Regions from separate parts of the Mus musculus genome. Here region 2 is linked to region 1. Evidence: chromatin contacts called from public Micro-C data. All regions are on one chromosome and are shown on one strand. The core of a region is the stretch at or near the end of the contact, and the rest is flanking DNA. Distances in the headings are between cores, read along the strand shown.

Region 1 (3,640 bases), core at 842-3,341:
TTCATTCTGCTCATCTTCCAAAAAAAAAAAAAAAAAAAAAAAAAAAGGTTTGAGAGGCAGGGGAGATGGCTTAGCATTGAAAAGTGCTTGTGACTCTTACAGAGGACCAGGGTTCAGTTTCTAGCACTTACATGACAGCTCACATCCTCTGCAACTCCAGTTCCAGGGGATCTGATAACCTCTTCTGGCCTCCACAGGCATCCAGCATGCACACGGGACACAGACATATGCACAGGCAAACACCCGTACACCTAGAGTAAAATAAAAATACCTTAAGAAAAATGTCACTCAGGTGTAGAGTAGACCAGTGGGTTGATTCTAGAGATGAGAATGGAATGGGGAAGATGGAAGGGTGGCTGGGTGAGAGAAGAGTTCTGCATCTTGATTATATGTGGCCGGAATGACTATGTAAATATGTGCATGAGAGGAAATCTCTCTCTCTCTCTCTCTCTCTCTCTCTCTCTCTCTCTCTCTCTCTCACACGCATGCACGCACGCACGCGCTCACATGGAGGAGGTCAGGTAAAGTTGTGATTCTACAGCATTTAATTTGTATCAGGTCAGTTTCCAAACTCGAAAACTGCAGTATAGTTACAGAATGTGTTGACATGGGAGGTGGGCGTGTCATGGATGATACCCACTGACCTCTGCCTTTCTCCCCCACTTTTTTTCCTCTTCATCCAAAGCAAAGCTGGAATTTATTAAAAATAGTTTTCATTTTGAGTGTTTTAGGATTTTGTTACATTGTACTGTATTTTTGCTTGGTCTGTTTTTGGACTTTTGATAAAAGGATCCTCTATTCGGTAGCACTGACTATCCTGGAAATCACTATGTAGATCAGGTTGACTTCATACTCACATAGATCCACCTACCTCTGCTTCCCTAACACTGGGAGGCATAACCCTCCACACCCAGCTTTCTTGTTATTGTTTGAGATATTGTTGTTTGTTTTTACTTTGTGGGTGTGTTTGTTTGTTTGTTTGTTTTTAGACAGGGTCTCACTAGGTAGCCCAAAGTTTTCCTCAAACTCTAGATCACACATACATGGTAATGTTTCATGAGTAGGTTCCATTACATGTAGTGTGGTTTTTTTTTTTTTTTTTTGCAATGTCGTTTAATATCACTTAGAATGGCACCTCAAAGTCACAACACGTAGGTTAATTCAAAATGCACTTCACCAGGGCTGGAGTCTGGACTGATAGCAGTTGTGACTGCATGAACTGACTTCATGGCAGCCAGCATTGCAGCTGCTTGAGCTCTGCAAGCTCAGACCTGCTTACTCCAGTGAAGTTGGAAAAGGCTCATGTGGAGTAGACAAACTTGTTTTCCTCCCTATTGTGCACCCCTGACCCATCCCACCCCATTTCGTATTAGTATATAACAACACTACACAATTACATCATTTACACACACAGAGACACAGACCACAAAATAGACACACACACAATAGACACACACAGAAGACACACACACAATAGATTCACTTAGACACATACACACTAGACACACACACAAAAGGCACACACACACACACACACACACACACACACAATAGATTCACACAAACACTGACACACACGCAATAGACATACACATTAGACACATACACAACAGGCACACACACAGCAGGCACACACACACACAAATTGTAAAAGGGTGGAATTCTCCTTCCATTCCCCCAAGACTTGATAAAATCAAATGGTTTCCTCAGTTGGCCTGAGCCTGTGAGCAGCTAGTAGAAAGTTAAGCTCCTGGTACTCACGTGACTTTTGCAATCTCTAGAGATGTGTATTTTAAGCAGGCTTTCCAGCAATTCTTATGCACATGGACTTACTGGGAAGCTTGGAAACACTTACTAAAGCAGGATGCGTGAGAACATAAGGTGACAAGGCCGCCGGAAGCTGGTTTTAAACGCTCCGTTGTGCAAACGATTCCAGAGGGAAGCTTTCTTTTCAGCTTACGTGTCTTTAAGCCATTTTGATGTCAACAGAAGCCAAATTCCCTGCCTTTTATGACAAAGGCATTGATGACTCAGTTTCCCCCAAGCACGAGGGTGGAAAGACCAGCACTCTCCCTTCCCACCAGCACTTCTGTGCGGCATCGTTTCTTCTTGGATGGAAGTGATTTTTCATTAGCGTAAATGGATGCATATTTTATAAACATGGACCATGTGTTTCATATTCCATTCATGTTTATTTACACATCCTGTAAACACATGTATACAAAGCCACATGGACATTTCAGGGGGAGTGCATGGAACACTACGCATGGATAAATACCACACTTGACGGGTGTTCCCTTGGGTGGTAAATCAGCCACCACCCAAAGATTTTCATTTACCTTCTTACTACCTCTGTGGGGGTTGGGGGGTGGGGCTGCCCTATAGGAACTCAGACATTCAGATTTTCCTTTCTCTCCTTCAGATGTCCAGGCTCTGATTTATTGAAAAAATTACTAATAAAGTATCAATTTTGATCTCTACTAAGTCAATATTGTAACTAAAATGTCACCTTGGTCTTGGGAAAAGAGGCCTAAGGTCAGGGAGGCTCTTCTCAGAGCGCATTCTCGGGCAAACCACATGGAAACTAGAGGGAAAGTTAAAAGTGCTTCCAGTGCAGTTGGAATGGAAAGAGATGAGTGGAACGCCTTGCAAGGAGAGGGAAGGCAGATCTGTAGGAAAAGGACAAAGGGCCTGCCACCCAGAGATTTTATCCATTGATGCTTTCAGGGAGTCTGGCATGAGCCTTGGGTAAAACTGTACCCTAGCTTCTGAGGCCAACACAGAGAGAAAGAATTATGTACATTCCACTCGCCCTGTTGGGTTCAACTCCACCCTTGGTTACAGGCTGCTCTGTGTGGCTCAAAACTCAGAGTAGGTGTTTGAGATGATGGGAAATAGTTAACCAGATTTATTCCTGGGAGTTTGCCTTTTCAGCTCTGGAAGTCGGAAAGGCACAGCTATTTGTGTTTCCTGTCATCGGTGTGTCCTTTAGCTTTGCGGGCATTTCAGGTTCCCGGCTCTTCTTCTGGTTCCTTCTTAACTAAGCAGTAATAAACAGTTTTAGGATTGCTTTCTAAAATGTTGACATCTGGAAGTGTGGTATGTGCATGTGTGTATGTACAGCTGTGAACCCACAGAGACTAGAGGAGGACTTGGGGTATCCTATCCCACCACTTACTGCCTTGTGTCCTTGATATGGTCTCTCTGGTGAACCTGGAACTAACCTGGTAGCCAGGAAACACCAGTGATAATGAGCCTCCTGCTTACAGCTCCATTGTGCTGGGATCACAGGCGCACATGGCCACGCCCAGGCTCTTAACATGGTTGCTAGGATGGTAACTTATGTCTTCATGCTTGCACAGCAAGCAGCCCACATGTGAAAGCTTTGAACTGCTTCTTTGAGAATATGCCTCATTTCCCTAAGTCCTTACCTACCCTTTCAATACCTCTAAAGCCCCAGGTTTTGAACTTAATGAGACCTTAAATGGGCTTGGTGAGGTTATTACTGCCTCTAAGTAAACCTCACAGCTCCTTCATTCAACATGGAAGACCTTGGCTATATATATATTGGGTCATTTTCAAATGACGTATAGGAGTCAGACTTATACAGAGCAGGGAGAGACAGAAGGGTAGTGATAGG
Region 2 (3,640 bases), core at 791-3,290, 260 kb after region 1:
CCTGTTTCTACCCACTTCTCTTCTCACAGAATGAAGCTGGGTGGAGCTTGCTCCATTTGCCTTTCTCCATGCTGGACAAACATGGTCTTCCATTTTTATATTTTCTAGCTCTTCTGATTTTTTAATTTAAAATTTTTGTTTTGTTATTATTGTTTTGGGGAAAGGAGGGGGAGACAGACAGACAGACATCCTACTCAGACCATCAGGCCATCATATTTACCTGTCTCTTGTTTTTGATCCGTTTCAGGCTTTGTTTCTTAGAGGGAGTTTCAGATTTGTTGCCATTCTGAATCATGTGGCATTTTGGGTTTGTGATGATTGCTGCTTGCTGCTTGTTAATTTATTAATTTCTTTGTTTGAGTCAGGTTCTCTCAGTATAGTCCTTACTGGCCTGGAATTCACTCTGTGGTCCAGGCTGGCCTCTTACCCACAGATATCTGCCTGCCTCTGCCTCCCCAGTGCTGGGAGTAAAGATGTGAGACGCCTGACAGTTGGTCCTTTATAAAGTTTCACTCCTTTGCTTTCTACCCAGCTCATCAAAATGTGTTCACTCCTTTGAGTTTGCACCTTTCTGCCAGCTGTTCTTTCTTGCCTGGTTTAGCAGGTGACCTCTCCTTCATGTGTTGCTCATGATCCTCTGAACACACCTCCTTCTGCCCCAAGTCATCTTAGCAATTGCCCTTGTCAGCAGCACTAGGGTGATAGATACTCCACTGGCTGCATCTAATGCAGGCAAATGGTCCTGCTAGGAAACTCCTCCAAGTAAACTCGCTAGACTCGCAGTTAAATCTATTTGATAAGCTTAGAGTCTCCCACACAATATTAGTTCAAGTGTCCACAGCGTTTGCCCTGTTCACTTTATTGACGCTGCAAGTGCTAGCTGGCAGCAAGTCTTTGTTCCTTTTGGCCATTTTATACACAAAGGTGTTGCAAAAACCAAATAGTCCATCCTCACCTCTGAGTTCCGTGCATTCTTCCCAGAGTGCTGTGAGCTGTGGGTGAAGGGTGGGTGCAACTTCCTGCAGCTCTAAGCAGCACTGGGATTTCACTGCTCCTTTTTGTGAGATGATGATAATGAGGTATCAGAGAACAGCTTAAAGACAAAGGCTGCAAAGACTTAAGGCTTCATTTGTATGCAGTGGGGTGTGTGTGTGTGTGTGAGTATAGTGTGCACTGTGTTGGTATGTTAGCAAGCGTGAAAGCACTTGTCTACATGCATCCTCTGGAGTGTCTTCTCTGACCTCTCTGTACCTTATGCGCTGAGGCAGGATCTCCTCGTTCTGGCTGATCTATCCAGCATTCTCCCCATCTCCACTTTCCACCTGGCACTTCTGTTGGTACTAGGGTTCATCCATGCTTGTACTGAGCTGTCTTAGCAGCCACCATCTCTTGATTTTGCTGATGAGGGAACTCTGCTTCATGGGGCTGCACATGGCACACCCACCCAGTGTTCACAGCCAAGTGTTTAGCCAGCATGCACTTTGCCTGTTAGTCTTCAAGGTGCCTATGGATTTCAGATGGAACTTAGAGGCAGTTTCTACTTAAGAGTTTCACTTCCTCAGAGTTAGGGTGTAAATGAAGCTCTGCTCCTTGTTGGGGTGGCTACCTTTGACAAGTAGCATATAGTGGCAGTTGGCAGCTGGCATCCACAAGCACAAGAGGGATGCTGGCAGATAATCTGTGTGAGCTGGGCAGGTCAGACAGAACCAAACACCTAAGTGACTAAGCACCTCACAGAGGCCGTTCTCTTAATTTTACCCCTGATCATAGCTGAGAAGGACCAGCCCTTTCTTAAGGCTCCCCTTTCCAAATGGAATCCCTATGCGTCAGATACAACCATCACTCAGAAAGTATTCAGATAGCTTCTGTGAGTGTGCAGGAGAGGCAGGGTAGAGTCGAGGAAGGTCGTGTTCACCTCGGTTGTTGTATTTGGTGCCAGGTACAACAGAAACCAAGAGCATATGAGCCCAGACGACCTTGGTAACTTGATCACCCACATTCCATGCATGTCAGGAGAGGGGTAAACTGGAGCCTGCTAGCTGCAGCATGACTAACACTTTGCTTTTACACCGTGGTTTTAGTTATATGAACTTCATCATAGGCTGTGCAGTGAGGAAAGAAAGCTTCTAAGAAGGAAAGAGAGTCTCTGACTCACTCCTGAGGATTTTGCGGAGCTATGTAAGGGCCTTCCTCTCGAGGAAGCCCTGGAGTATATGATCTTTTCTACCCACCCCTGTTCTTCAGCTCCTAATAGGCATCCTCACAACTCCTTCCTCATCAGGTTCTTGTAAGGGAGGCGGGGTGCTGAAGAGGACTCATAGTTCACAGCACAGAGGCCCTGGTCTTCCCCAGGCCACGTTGCTGTTAGTGCTACCCCAGCTTTCCATCCGCCATGTGTGCACCTGGGTATGGATAATGGACTGTAAAGGAAAGTTGACCTCAACACATGGTGTATATGTTTCTTACACAGGAAGCAGGCAGAAGGCAGGCAGTCTGGGCTAACGTGGGGCTCAGTTTATGCCAGAGAGAAGGTTTACCGTGGGTTTATCCCCTCTGCTCTCTGGGTACACTGACTCACTACCTTATGGTTGCAGAGTGGCTGCTACAGCGTCCTCTGTCATCTAGAGGTTGAGGGTGAGTGGACAGAAGAAGTATAGTAGTAAGCAGTTGTCTGCAGTGAGAGAAGCAAAAGTTTCTCCAAGCCCAACCTCCACTTCCTCTACTGCCCCCCCCCCTTGTATTTGTTTCCAGTCCTTTGTGGCACAAAAGTTGTAAACTCCATTTTGCTACCCATGTGTCCACTGATCTGAGGGAAAAGTGGATACTGTTTTATTTGCATGTTTTCTTAACTTTTAAAAAGTTTCCTTTTTGGGATTTCATTTATCTGATTGGGTTCTCTTGAGAGAAAAATCTCACTTTGTAGCTCTGCCTAGCTGCATATTGTCTCTTCCTGCTCCAACCTCTAAGATACTGGGACTTTAGCCATTCATTAGAATGCTCAGCTTTTCCTTAACATTTTAAGTTAAAATAAAACATGTGCAGTAAAATGCACACATCGTTGCTAGATTGCTCCAGGGAGTCATACTACTCATTCACCCTCTGCAAGGAGTCTGCTCTTCCCATCTGTAGCTAGAGGCCAGTGTTGCTGGGTTCTGGGATTCCAGAAGTAGAAGTGGGAAGGTTCATCTATATGTGCACCTGGTGGGTGTGAGAGCTTCCTCTGTGTGACTGTGAGAGGCAGGCTAGACTTGGTTCCTGCCTTTTCTGTATCGTGTCTCTGCATAGAGCTGGCACCATGACATGTGGCGGTATCCCAGAGACAGAAGCTCGTGGTCTCTGCTGATGGAGTGTCTTTCCTCCTGAAAGCCTCCTCCTGAGTCTTGCAGAGCTTGCCTGTGCCCTGCTCGCTTTAGCCCTATGTCCACTTTAACAGGAATCTCTGAGAGCTTGTATCCCTGCTAGGGATCCTGTCAACGTAAAGGACTGTTTTAAATAATTATTCATTTGGAGAGGAGGGAAGAATAAATTGTAAGAGGAGTGTTTTATGGAAGGTCATTTCTAGGCAAAAGGAAAAACAGCCATTAAAGGTGTCATTGGGAACCGGAGCTGGAAGCCAGCCAGTGAACAGAGATTTGCATCA

What was found. Hi-C and Micro-C count contacts between places; a contact is called where the count stands out from the background.
Region 2: a Micro-C map of palatal mesenchyme shows a contact between it and region 1, with 1.8 times the contacts expected there. The contact joins two enhancer-like sites. A contact is called at or near these places in 1 of 15 datasets of contacts at CTCF or cohesin (large pre-B cells), 5 of 484 Hi-C or Micro-C datasets (bone marrow-derived macrophages, cerebral cortex, epidermal suprabasal cells and 2 more) and 3 of 115 datasets of contacts at active chromatin or transcription factors (embryonic stem cells, fibro-adipogenic progenitors and large pre-B cells).

The regions. Positions count from the first base shown.
Region 1 is chr13:62,921,565-62,925,204 of GRCm38.p6, forward strand. No RefSeq gene overlaps it. Among named protein-coding and RNA genes, the nearest start is that of Gm40981, 5.6 kb to the left of the region's middle. Within about 2 kb of position 2,092, at least 6 of the 459 cell types and tissues checked have an H3K27ac peak or open chromatin away from gene starts, as enhancers often do. A contact at or near this core is called in palatal mesenchyme, where this site is marked.
Region 2 is chr13:63,185,266-63,188,905 of GRCm38.p6, forward strand. All of the region lies in intron 7 of Aopep (aminopeptidase O), which reads left to right. Among named protein-coding and RNA genes, the nearest start is that of Gm30409, 55 kb to the left of the region's middle. Within about 2 kb of position 2,041, at least 153 of the 459 cell types and tissues checked have an H3K27ac peak or open chromatin away from gene starts, as enhancers often do. A contact at or near this core is called in palatal mesenchyme, where this site is marked.